2 separate regions of the Muntiacus reevesi genome follow, and region 1 is linked to region 2. A link is a contact called in public Hi-C data. All regions are on one chromosome and are shown on one strand. Each heading gives the region's core, a stretch centred on a gene start, on an enhancer-like site or on the middle of the called end of the contact. The rest is flanking DNA. Distances are from core to core; before and after follow the strand shown. Region 1 holds the start of INCENP (inner centromere protein). Region 2 holds the start of FEN1 (flap structure-specific endonuclease 1).

What was found. Hi-C and Micro-C count contacts between places; a contact is called where the count stands out from the background.
Region 1: a contact with region 2 is called in a Hi-C map of muscle, with 4 times the contacts expected there. The contact joins the promoter of INCENP here to the promoter of FEN1 in region 2. A contact is called at or near these places in 2 of 3 Hi-C or Micro-C datasets (blood and muscle).

Annotation. Positions count from the first base shown.
Region 1 is chr5:38,583,935-38,589,637 of mMunRee1.1, reverse strand. It overlaps INCENP (inner centromere protein), which reads right to left and starts at 3,787. Exons shown (of 18, transcript XM_065937488.1): 1 at 3,655-3,787; 2 at 175-325. The coding sequence starts at 314. LOC136168935 reads right to left here. Exons shown (of 2, transcript XM_065936679.1): 2 at 5,594-5,703.
Region 2 is chr5:38,191,686-38,196,688 of mMunRee1.1, reverse strand. It overlaps FEN1 (flap structure-specific endonuclease 1), which reads right to left and starts at 3,611. Exons shown (of 2, transcript XM_065937470.1): 1 at 3,173-3,611; 2 at 1-650. The coding sequence starts at 3,501. It overlaps TMEM258 (transmembrane protein 258), which reads left to right and starts at 3,515. Exons shown (of 4, transcript XM_065937476.1): 1 at 3,515-3,628. The coding sequence starts at 3,626.

The DNA.
Region 1 (5,703 bases), core at 2,538-5,037, 390 kb before region 2:
GGCGCAGATCCACCCCTCTCCCTAGCGCCGGGCACTCAGGAGGGACCCCTGGCAGCCTGTCTTGCCTGGCAGGTGGGGAAGTGCCCTAAGGCCGCAGCAGTCAGGCAGCCCCTGGTGCATCCTGCCAGCACCGTCCCCGCTCCTGCCGCCGCCCCCGCCCCCCCAGCCCCACACCTGGTGAACATGCGCTGGGCCTCCTCCTCAATTTCCTCCAGCCACACCATGTCCTTATTGTCCACGTTGCAGACAAACTCCAGGAGCTTCTGGTCACATAGCTCCAGCAAGTGAATGGGCCCTTGGGCTGTGGTCCCCATGGCGGCTCTGCCTGGAGAAAGCAGAGACAAGAGGCATGGGGCTCAGGCTGGAATCTTCACACTCTTCAAACACCACCCCCTTCCCACCCCCATAAGGCACTGTCCGCCCAATTCTGGAATCAATGGACCTCCTTATAAATGGGCTTCCTGGATTCAAGAGAAACTGCAGACCAATCAGGTAGGACCCCTTTGACCTACCCAAACACAGGCCTGCTCTTACCCACTCCTCTTACTGCCTGAAGGTGATTGAGGGCCACCTTAAGGTACACCTAGGGGCTTCCCTGGTGGCCCAGACAGTAAAGAATCTGCCTGCAATGCAGGAGACCTGCATTCGATCCCTGCGTAGGGAAGATCCCCTGGAGAAGCGAATGGAAACCCACTCCAGTATTCTTGCTTGGAGAATCCCATGGACAAAGGAGCCTGGCAGGCTATGTTCCATGGGATTGCAAAGAGTCGGACACGACTGAGTGACTAACACTTGAGGTACACACAAGCTAACCCCAGGTGTCCGGCCAACGAACATCGAATCCAACTGCCTCTTACGGATGCTAGTAACTGACAGGAAATCTGCATTCCAAAGGAGTGGGTAAGAAAGTGGTGGTCCAGAGACAGGTTCTTCTCTAAGGGGCCTCTACAACTCTCTCCCTTGAGCTGAAACGCCTTCGGATGGATGAGGGAGCATGAGGGGAGCAGATAAGCAATGTTTTATTTTTTAGAAAACAGTCTAGAAATATCAGGTAGTTTATCAGGTGGTATAAAATACAAAATTAGTTTTCCCTTAATTTTTTAAAAATAATTTTTATTGAAGCATAGGTGATTTGCAGTGTTGTGTTAGTTTCAGATGCATGGCAAAATGATTCAGTTTACAGATACATATATATCTATTCTTTTTCATTACAGGTTATTAAAAGATACTGAGAAGAGTTCCCTGGGCTATACAGTAGGTTCTTGTTGGTTATCTATTTTGTATATCATAGTGTGTATATTTTAATCCCAAGCTCCTAATTTATCTCTTCCCTCCTTTCCCCTTTGGTAACCATAAGCTTGCTTACTATGTCTTAATTTCTTAAAAAACTAGCAACTCAAACAAACAAAACCAAACAACTAGAAACTCGGATATTCTCCTCAAATTCAGTTATAAAATTATCACCAAAGCCCCAGGCAAGGAAGAAGTGTTCTATTCTGGTTCACAGCAGGGGCTCAATAAATATCCCGACTAGGGCAATGAAAGAACGAATTAACGGGTGACAGTCACAAACCATAATAACAGATTGCATGTCTCATGCCATGGCAGTGACCCACCACTCTGATCGACACCTTCAAAACCAAGAACCACACACAGCTCAGCCTCTACCTAAGACAGGAGGTTCTGCAAGGAGGGGCTAAGTCACTGACCTCTATAAATGGCTTAACGCCAGGTGCTGTTGCAGCCTCATTCGACTGACTTCCTGGGGCCTGATTTCCAAGGCACACTAGCCTCTGTTCCTCGAGTAAGCTCTGCCCTCTGCCTGGAACCTTCTGTCTCCTATTTGGTACAGCTCACTCCTCAGCACCTGACTCTCAGCAACGCAGGGAGGACCTGACCACCAGCCACCATCCTATCCATCAATTTCAATACTCTGCACAACACTCAGGTGACGATGTATCTGCTTGCTGACTGCCTGTCTCTGCCCACTAAGCATTTGTTCCCTGAGGGCAAGCCCTGGTCTGTCTTGCTTGTAGCTTTGAAGCCCAGAGCTTGGCAGAGTGCCTGGCACAAAAGGAATACTTGTTGAATGAATAGATCCATCTACCAACTGTACACCTAGAAATAAACATTCTCTAACTCCCTGCCCCAAGACACACACACACACACACACACAGACACCAAATGAGGGCATTCTACACAGGTTAGAGCACACCTTCCTCATCCAAAGCCCTACTCCGAGGAGCCAAGAGCAGCACCCATCAGGGTAGGACCAGCTGGGCAGGATCGCAGAAGCTTTGGGCAGAGACAGGTGTGGATTCCAGTCACAGCACAGCCTTCTGGCTGCCCTCTGACTCCCCCCAGTCCCTGTGTCCCAGCACTCAGCCCTGGTTAACGACAGGAATCCAGTTTGAGGCTAGGAAAGAGAGACCTGTTTAAGGAACACAAAACACTTTGTGCTATGGAAAGCAACAACTTGCTCTTTTATTTAAAAAAGTATTTGTTCAAAATGGCAAAGTAGGTGTGGGCTTCTTATACAAAGTGCAAAAAGGCGTTTGAGCTTCTTCCATAAAAAGTTTGTTTTCAGCAGCCTCAGCCGATTTTATTTATTTTTTTTTCAGCAGCCTCAGCCTATTTTATTTTTTTAAATTTATTTATTTCTTTGCCTTAGCCTATTTTAAAACGGTCACTGTCATTAGATCAGAGAGGACCCTCAGAAAGGAGTGTTAAGAATAAGGGTCCCATGGAAAAGCAGCAAAAATCTCTTTAGCCCCCTGTAAGAACCTGGATACAAACCCAAAGTACCTTACCTCCCACCAAGGGTGAAGGAGACTCATCTTCCTCTCCCAATACTTTTCTCACGTCATACACCAGACTAGAGCCCCACGGCCCTCCTTCACAATGCCTGTTCTTTTGAGGGTGCGGGAAGTCCACCAGCTAACCCTGACCACACCTCAGTGAAGGAGGGTCGTAATAGCTGCTTTCTTTAAAGAGACCTGCTCCATGCTCGGGTGGAGCATCATCTCATCTCATTCTCGCCACAACCTCAAGGAGATCCTAGCGCAGATGAGCAAATTGAGGGAGACTGAAGTTAAGTCCAGGTCTTCCGGCAAGTCAGGGGCGGGGCCCTGATTTAAACTGTGCTCTTAACCTCAAGCTTTGCCGCCTACTCCATTTCAACTTCGGAAAGGTAGGCGGCAAGTTCTGACTGGGCGCCCCAGAGAAGGCCACTGTCAGTAAACGGGCCTGGGGAGTGACAAGGCAGCAGTGGCCTCCGGAAATGGGTCAATTTAAAACGTTGCTCAGTCGATAAGGGATGTGGTGAGCGAGGGTTAACTGTACAGAAATGCCATCTGGTGAAATGCCATCTGGTATAATGCCGCCACACAACCGGGTCGGTGGGTGCTTCCTGCGCGTCCAGGTCAACAAAAGGCACCTGGATGGGGAGGGGACGGGGTTATTCTCTTGGACGCGGCGGGGTGGGGTCATCTTGGGCCCCAGGACCAAGGCAGGGCACCTCGTCACTTGAAAGAGGTGACCCATCCCCTGCAAGCCGCAACGGGCGATAGAGGAGGTCATGCTCCCCGGTATCGGGCTGGCGGAGGAATAACAAACTGCTAACGACCCCCCAGCCGGCCGCCCGCGCACACTCACTCGACTGCACCGCGTCTCCTTAAGTGCTGCTCCGATCCAAGTCCGGCGACCTTCCCAACACAAATCCCAGCCTGCCCAGGCCCCACGGCTCCCGGCCTCCGAGGCTTACGGCTGCAGTGAAGCAACGGGGCGGTACAGCGCGGGCCAAACCTACGATTTTCAAAACTGAAGACTCGACCAATCCCCGTCAAGTTTGTCTGGGCGGCTGCAAAACTCTAAGCCAATCAAGTAAAAGGGAGCACCAGTCAGGCCATCGATTGGCTCTGCGGATTGGCAGTCTGCGGGACTAAGAGGAGGGGCGAGGAAGCGTTGAAACTTTAACCTGTACAGCTTCCGGGAACAGCGGCGCGCGGCCTAGAGAGGCGATCACCGGAGGTGGGGGTTGCGCGCGCAAGGCCTCACACGCCAGAACTACAAGTCCCAGCGTGCATTGCGAGTGCCCTGAGGGACCTGGGAGATAGGTGAGGCCTTAGTTGTGGATCGTCCTCTTTTCGGGAGTCTACACTTTGCTATTTCTTCACCCAACTCTGTCCTCAATACGGGACGACCTCTGCCACTTTACAGAAATAATATAGACGATGATGTTTCTTAATGATTTCAACTTAAAATTACAAAGCAAAACAGCAAAATTTATAATACAGCGAAATTATTTCCATAACAATTAACATTGTCTGAGCCACAAGTAAAGCCACTTTGCTTATATGCTTTCCATGCTGTCAAAGGTTAAAGTAAGAATCCAGATTTCCATTTCCACACAAATTTTCAACCTCAAACTGCAGTTCCAGCATACTTTTTCAGACTTTGATGCAAATGCAGAGGAAATTTCCATTATTTCATAATCAACTTAACTCTGTTATTCAGGACTTTCCACTTAATCTCCAACTGGAATTCATTAATCTGCAATGCGATGACCTGCTAAAAGCAGATATCAAGAGAAGAAGCTAACAATTCTACACATACCTTTCTGGTGATAGTTAAGTTACCAAGGCGTGTTGGACTCTCCTGAGACTCTATGGGCTATAGCCGACCCTGTGGACTGTAGCTCACCAGGCTCCTCTGTCCATGGGATTCTCCAGGCAGGAATACTGGAGTGGGTTGCCATTTCCTTCTCCAGGGGACAGTCCCAACCCAGTGATTGAACCCTGGTCCACCAGCATTGCAGGCAGATTTCTTACTGATTGAGCCACTCAGTTCAGTTCAGTTCAGTCGCTCAGTTGTGTCCGACTCTTTGCGATCCATGGACTGCAGCACGCCAGGCCTCCCTGTCCATCACCAACTCCCAGAGTTTACCCAAACTCATGTCCATTAAGTCGGTGATACCATCCAGCCATCTCATCCTCTGTTGTCCCCTTCTCCTCCTACCCCCAATCCCTCCCAGCATCAGGGTCTTTTCAAATGAGTCAGCCTTTCACATCAGGTGGTCAAAGTATTGGAGTTTCAGCTTCAACATCAGTCCTTCCAATGAACACCCAGGGCTGATCTCCTTTAGGATGGACTGGTTGGATCTCCTTGCAGTCCAAGGGACTCTCAAGAGTCTCCTCCAACACTACAGTTCAAAAGCATCAATTCTTCAGAGCTCAGCTTTCTATATAGTCCAACTCTCACATCCATACATGACCACTGGAAAAACTATAGCCTTGACTAGACAGACCTTTGTTGACAAAGTAATGTCTCTGCTTTTTAATATACTGTCTAGGTTGGTCATAACTTTCCTTTCAAGGAGCAAGCATCTTTTAATTTCATGGCTGCAGTCACCATCTGCAGTAATTTTGGAGACCAAAAAAATGAAGTCAGCCACTGTTTCCCCATCTACTTGCCAGGAAGTGATAGGACCAGATGTCATGATCTTAGTTTTCTGAATGTTGAGCCTTTTTTTTTTTTTTTTTGAACCACGGCCCCCAGGGGCCTGTTTTTTTATTGAAAATACAGCCAGGGGGAGGTGCGATGGATGAACCTCAGCCCGGCCATCAGCGAAGGCAGGCAGGTGGCCTCGAAGACTCATGGGAGGGACCGTCAGCTGAAGGAGGGGGCCACGCCCCCACGTGGATG
Region 2 (5,003 bases), core at 2,362-4,861:
GGCTCAGGTGGAACTCCTGGATGGGCAGCTTCTTGGCCTCGCTGGCAGTCAGGTGCCGCATGAGCACGGGGCTGCCGAATGTCAGGCAATCCATGTCCTCTGTGGCCGCAGCGTAGACTTTGCCGGCCTTCACCAGGGCCGCACAGCTAGCCTCCGCCTCGCTGGGCGCGTCGAGGTACGGGATGCCCATGAGGCTCAGGAGATGCTTGCATTCGTCGTTGTGTTGCTTGGTGACCTTCACCAGCCGCTTCGTAAACTTTTCCACCTCCGCCTCAGCCCCAGTGGCCTGAGCCTGCTGCAGCTGCTTCTCCGCCTCGGCCCGCCGCTCACTGCGCTTGGCCAGCTCCCCAGACTTGAGCTGCGGCGGCTTGCCATCGAAGACGTACACGGGCTTGATGCCGTTCTCCATCATTCGGATGGTGCGGTAGAACATGCCCATCAGGTGGCTGGTGGTCTCCCCCTCCTCGTTCTGCAGCACGTCCCCCCCTTGGCGAACAGCTATCAGGAACTGATAAATGCTCATGGAGGCATCGATGGCCACCTTGCGGCCAAAGTAGCTCTTGATGTCATTCTCCCGGATGGCACTGGGGGCCACGTCAGCGATCAGTTTGGCCAGTCCTTGAATTCCCATAGCAATACAGGAGGGACAGCTAAAAAAGAAAGGTGGGTAAGACAAGGAGGAACTTAAGGATGCAGGAGGATTACCAGGGGCACTATGTCATCAATATCATGCCTGCGGCTAAACAAATTTAGCACAACAAAAGGACACCAAGTCATCAAGAAATGTTCAGCAAGATAGTCTACTCAATACTAGTTCACTCAGTTAATACTAAGGATTCCTAAGTATCAGGCACTAAACTACATGCTGAGAGGGTAAGATGTTCAAGTCCTTAAGGGACTTAAAAGTTTTGTGGCTAAGGCAGCAACAGGGCTAGCATGCAAAAAGGGCTACAGCAAGGACAGAGGAGGCAGCCTGGGCCAGCTTGAGGAGTTCAGGGACCATGATGGCAGAACTGCCCCCTGAACGACACGCAAATCCCAGTTACACAAAGGTGAGACAAGACAGATAAAAAGGCAACCAAATGTCTAAGGTGGTAAACAAACTTAGGAGTATCTGTCTTCTTGCCAATTCATGAACACCACATTCGTTCCTCCTTTGGATCTTTATTCCCAACTCACTCCTCCAGCTTACCTCCTCTCAGCAGCTCTGAGGGTTAGTTCTGTGTCAGTTTGTCAAGGCCACAATATCCAATTATTTAATCAAACATTAATGCAGGTGTTGCTGTGAAGGTATTTTGTGGGTGTGGTTAACATCTATATCAGCTGATTTTAAGAAAAGGAGACTTCATTCCACAATGTGGCAAAGTGAAAGTGTTAGTCACTCGGTCGTGTCTGTGTCTCTTTGCAACACAATGGACAGTACCCCACCAGGCTCCTGTGTCCATGGCATTCTCCAGGCAAGAACACTGGAGTGGGTAGCCATTCCCTTCTCCAGGGGATCTTCCCGACCCAGGGATCAAGCCTGGGTCTCCTGCACTGCAGGCAGATTCTTTACCATCTGAGCCACCAGGGAAGCCCACAATGTGGGAGGGCCTCATCAAACTGAAAGGCCGTTAAGCACAAAAACGGGTCTCACAAAGAAATCCTGCCTCAAGACCAGTCATCAACTCCTACCAGAGTCTCCAGCCTGCCGACCTGACCTACAATTTTCAACTTTCCAACACCTACAATCATCTGAACCAATTCCTTAAAGTCAGCCTTCCCATATATCCATATTCTAGATCCTGTTTGTTCTGCTTCTCTGGGCGACATAGCAGTTTTGAAGAACTGGCAGGAATAACATCTGTGTGAGAGTAATGCGGTTTTCACACTTCTCTAATCTCTTTTCAGCATCCCCTCAGCATGTCAAAGAGTTTCTACTTCTGTCATGATGTTGTTTTAAGTCTTTCCCTTTGTATTTTCTCTCCACCAGTAAGTCTGAAATGTGAACTCCACAGCCTCTTCTCTACCCTGAGTTCTGATCCAGTGATGCTATAGTCACTGAGCCCAGTACCACAGTTCTGTGGTTTAGACTCCTTAGGACAGTATTTTCCAAACTTCAGTCAGGCCTAAACTACCCTCACAATTCTGTGCAACTTCCCATGAAAACCTACACTTAAAATTTTCTTTATATGGATACCATTTTCTAAAAACTAAATTGGAAAAGAGAATTCATCTTAAGCAATAATATCTGTGCTTTATCAGTTATATTTTACTACATGCTAAATGCATAAGTATTCAAAAAGATTCGGGGGAACTTCTCTGGAGGTCCAATGGTTAAGACTTTGTGCTCCCAATGCAGAGGACATAGGCTTGATCCCTGCTTGGGGAATTAAAATCCCACATGTACCACAGCCGCCAAAAAATTTTTTTCAAAAAGGGATTTTGGGGGTCATCATGTATCCATTGGTGGTGTGTCCAACACGCTGGACAGCCTGGGAATCCAAGACAAAAACTGGGATGAAACTGCCCTGTCTCACTTCTGTTCGGCTGTACGCTCCTCCCACCGTTCTGCAGCCCTTTTCTATCTCGTTTTAGTTCCTCTGTGAATGGCAGTGGCCTTGAATCTAGGCACCATTATTTACTACCTGGATAATAGTGATCACTAAGTCACTTAGCGTGTGACATTACTAAGCCATTTAGGATTGGTTTTCTCATCTACCAAGTAAGATGATAACCATGCCTGCCTTGCAGAATTACTGCCAGGGTTAAGTGAGATATCAGACGAAAACTGACAAACACTAGGTGCTCGCAAACGTTCCCCCGGCAGAACCCACTCGATCCTTTGGTTCGTGCCTCAAGTTACCGGCTTTGCTAGAACGAGGGCAGACATCCTCCCACTGCGTCCCACAAAGGCAGTGATATGAACAAGTGCAGGTCAACAAAGTGTCTCCTCCAGGAGCTCGGTCACAATACACAACGACCTTATGAGGTGGGAGTTATCATCCTCTTTCTACAAATGATTAAAGAGGCTCAGAGGTTAAGGGGCTGGCCCCGGACTCATAGCGGGAAAGTGGCGGGCCCGTCTGAATCCCGCGCTCGCTTCTCCCCGCGCGCGGCAGCCGCCCGCCTCCCCCAACACCCGGCGCAAAACGGGCCCGACGCTCTCAGAGACGCTTCCCGAGGGTCTCACCTGGCCTCTGGGGTGCTCCCGGGTGACCCAGAACAGAACTCAGCCCGACTCCCGGCTCTGCCCCGAAGCCTCCTCAGCACCAGTCTCTGGTACCCTCTCTCTTCACCGCCTTCCAAAGCCCGCGCTCGCGTCACGTGACTGCCGCGGCGCACAGCCTCCTGGGAAGTGTAGTACAGGCCCCAGGCCCCTCGGCCAGCTTCTCTCACAGCAATCAGTCCCGCCAGGGCGGACGGACCTGCTCTGCGACCTGACACTACCCTTCTCCACTGCTTGCCGCTACTCCACCCCGGGCTCCCGAAGGCCCCAGATCCCGCCACACCCGAAACCATGGGACTACAAGTCCCACAGAGTCACCCGCGTGGCTGCATTTCCTCTTCCGGTTGAACAGCGCGCCTGCTCCTGCCGACGTGTTCTTCCGGTGGCGGAGTGGCGGATTACCCTGTGCCCGGCAAAATGGTGAGAGGGTTGAGGGGAGTTCCGGACGGGGCTCTGGGGAACCCCGAGTTCCGTCCTGTGCCTGTTTCTCTCACAGAGGCGTCAGGTGCCCGAGATCTAGAGGGCGGGAGGACCCTGGATCCTTCGATTTGGACTGAGGGGCGGGGAAGGGGCTGACTTCTTAGGTAAGGTTTTGATCTCAGTGGGCTTCTGATCTCGCAATTTATAAGGATGAGGAGCGTGAGTGCATTTTTTAATACCTTCCAGCATTTAGCTCTGTTACCTGTGGTCAAACTGTTACCTCTATCTGACAAGTTTTTCCCTGCTGCGGAACTCGTACTCATACTACCCAGACCTGGGCAAAAGTCACCTTCTTGGTGAAGCACTTCCAGCTGTCTCGGGCACTTGTCCGCTCTGTCCTGGGAGCCCCCACAACCTGTGTACAGCCCTCTTGCCACGTGTCATGACTTCTTTGTTATCTGCCACGCCTCCTAGTGACCACCATCTGACGTGCCTCTAACCCTGGGATGATGTCTATTCATCTTTGTATTCCCAGTGCCAAACACAGGGCCTGCAATTGGAGGCTCAGTCAATGGCAGCTATTGTCTTTATCGTTTATGGGGGGGCATAAATGTTTACTGATTTGAATTCCAGTGTCTCTTAGAACAATGGGCTCAGTTTACTTGTCTAGAGTTGTTATGTTCTGGATTTAAACATTGGCTGGTGGGTGACAATGGAAATTAACATTTGTACGGAACTTTACTTTTACAGCCCTCTTTCACAAGCATTAGCTCATGATCTTCCCTATAACCTTGGGAAGGAAACAAACACCTATTGAGCAACAACTCTATGCCAGGCAGTGAGTTAGATGCTGTGACGTTTGTCTTAAATCATACATCAACCTTGTGAGAGAGATATTATAATCACTTACTGAGATTCCTGGTATTTAGTAGAGTCAGAATTTTGACTTATGTCTTTTGTTTGCAGATCCCGAGATTCCTTAATTGTGTAGTGGGAAGAATAGAGAATTAGAAGTTGAGGCAGACTCTGGACCAGTTCAGAGTCTGCCTTTCAGTCAGGATTCTGAGCTTGGTGTCTACAGACATGGTTCCATAAAGCTCCTAAAATCATAAGCAGACTTTTTCTTTTAAAAAAAAGCACTTTATTTTGTCTTGGGGTGTAACCAATTAAAGAAAAATGTTATGATAGTTTCAGGTGAACAGTGAAGGGACTCACCCCTCCCACAAACTTCTTCTTGTGTGTGATTTGTCCCAGGCAAAGAGTCCAGACCTTTCATCATGTTTTTTTTGTTTGTTTTTTTTTTCCCCATGATGATCAGTGGCCTCAGAAAATGTTAAGGACCAGACTTCCCTGGCAGTTGAGTGGTTAAGACTCT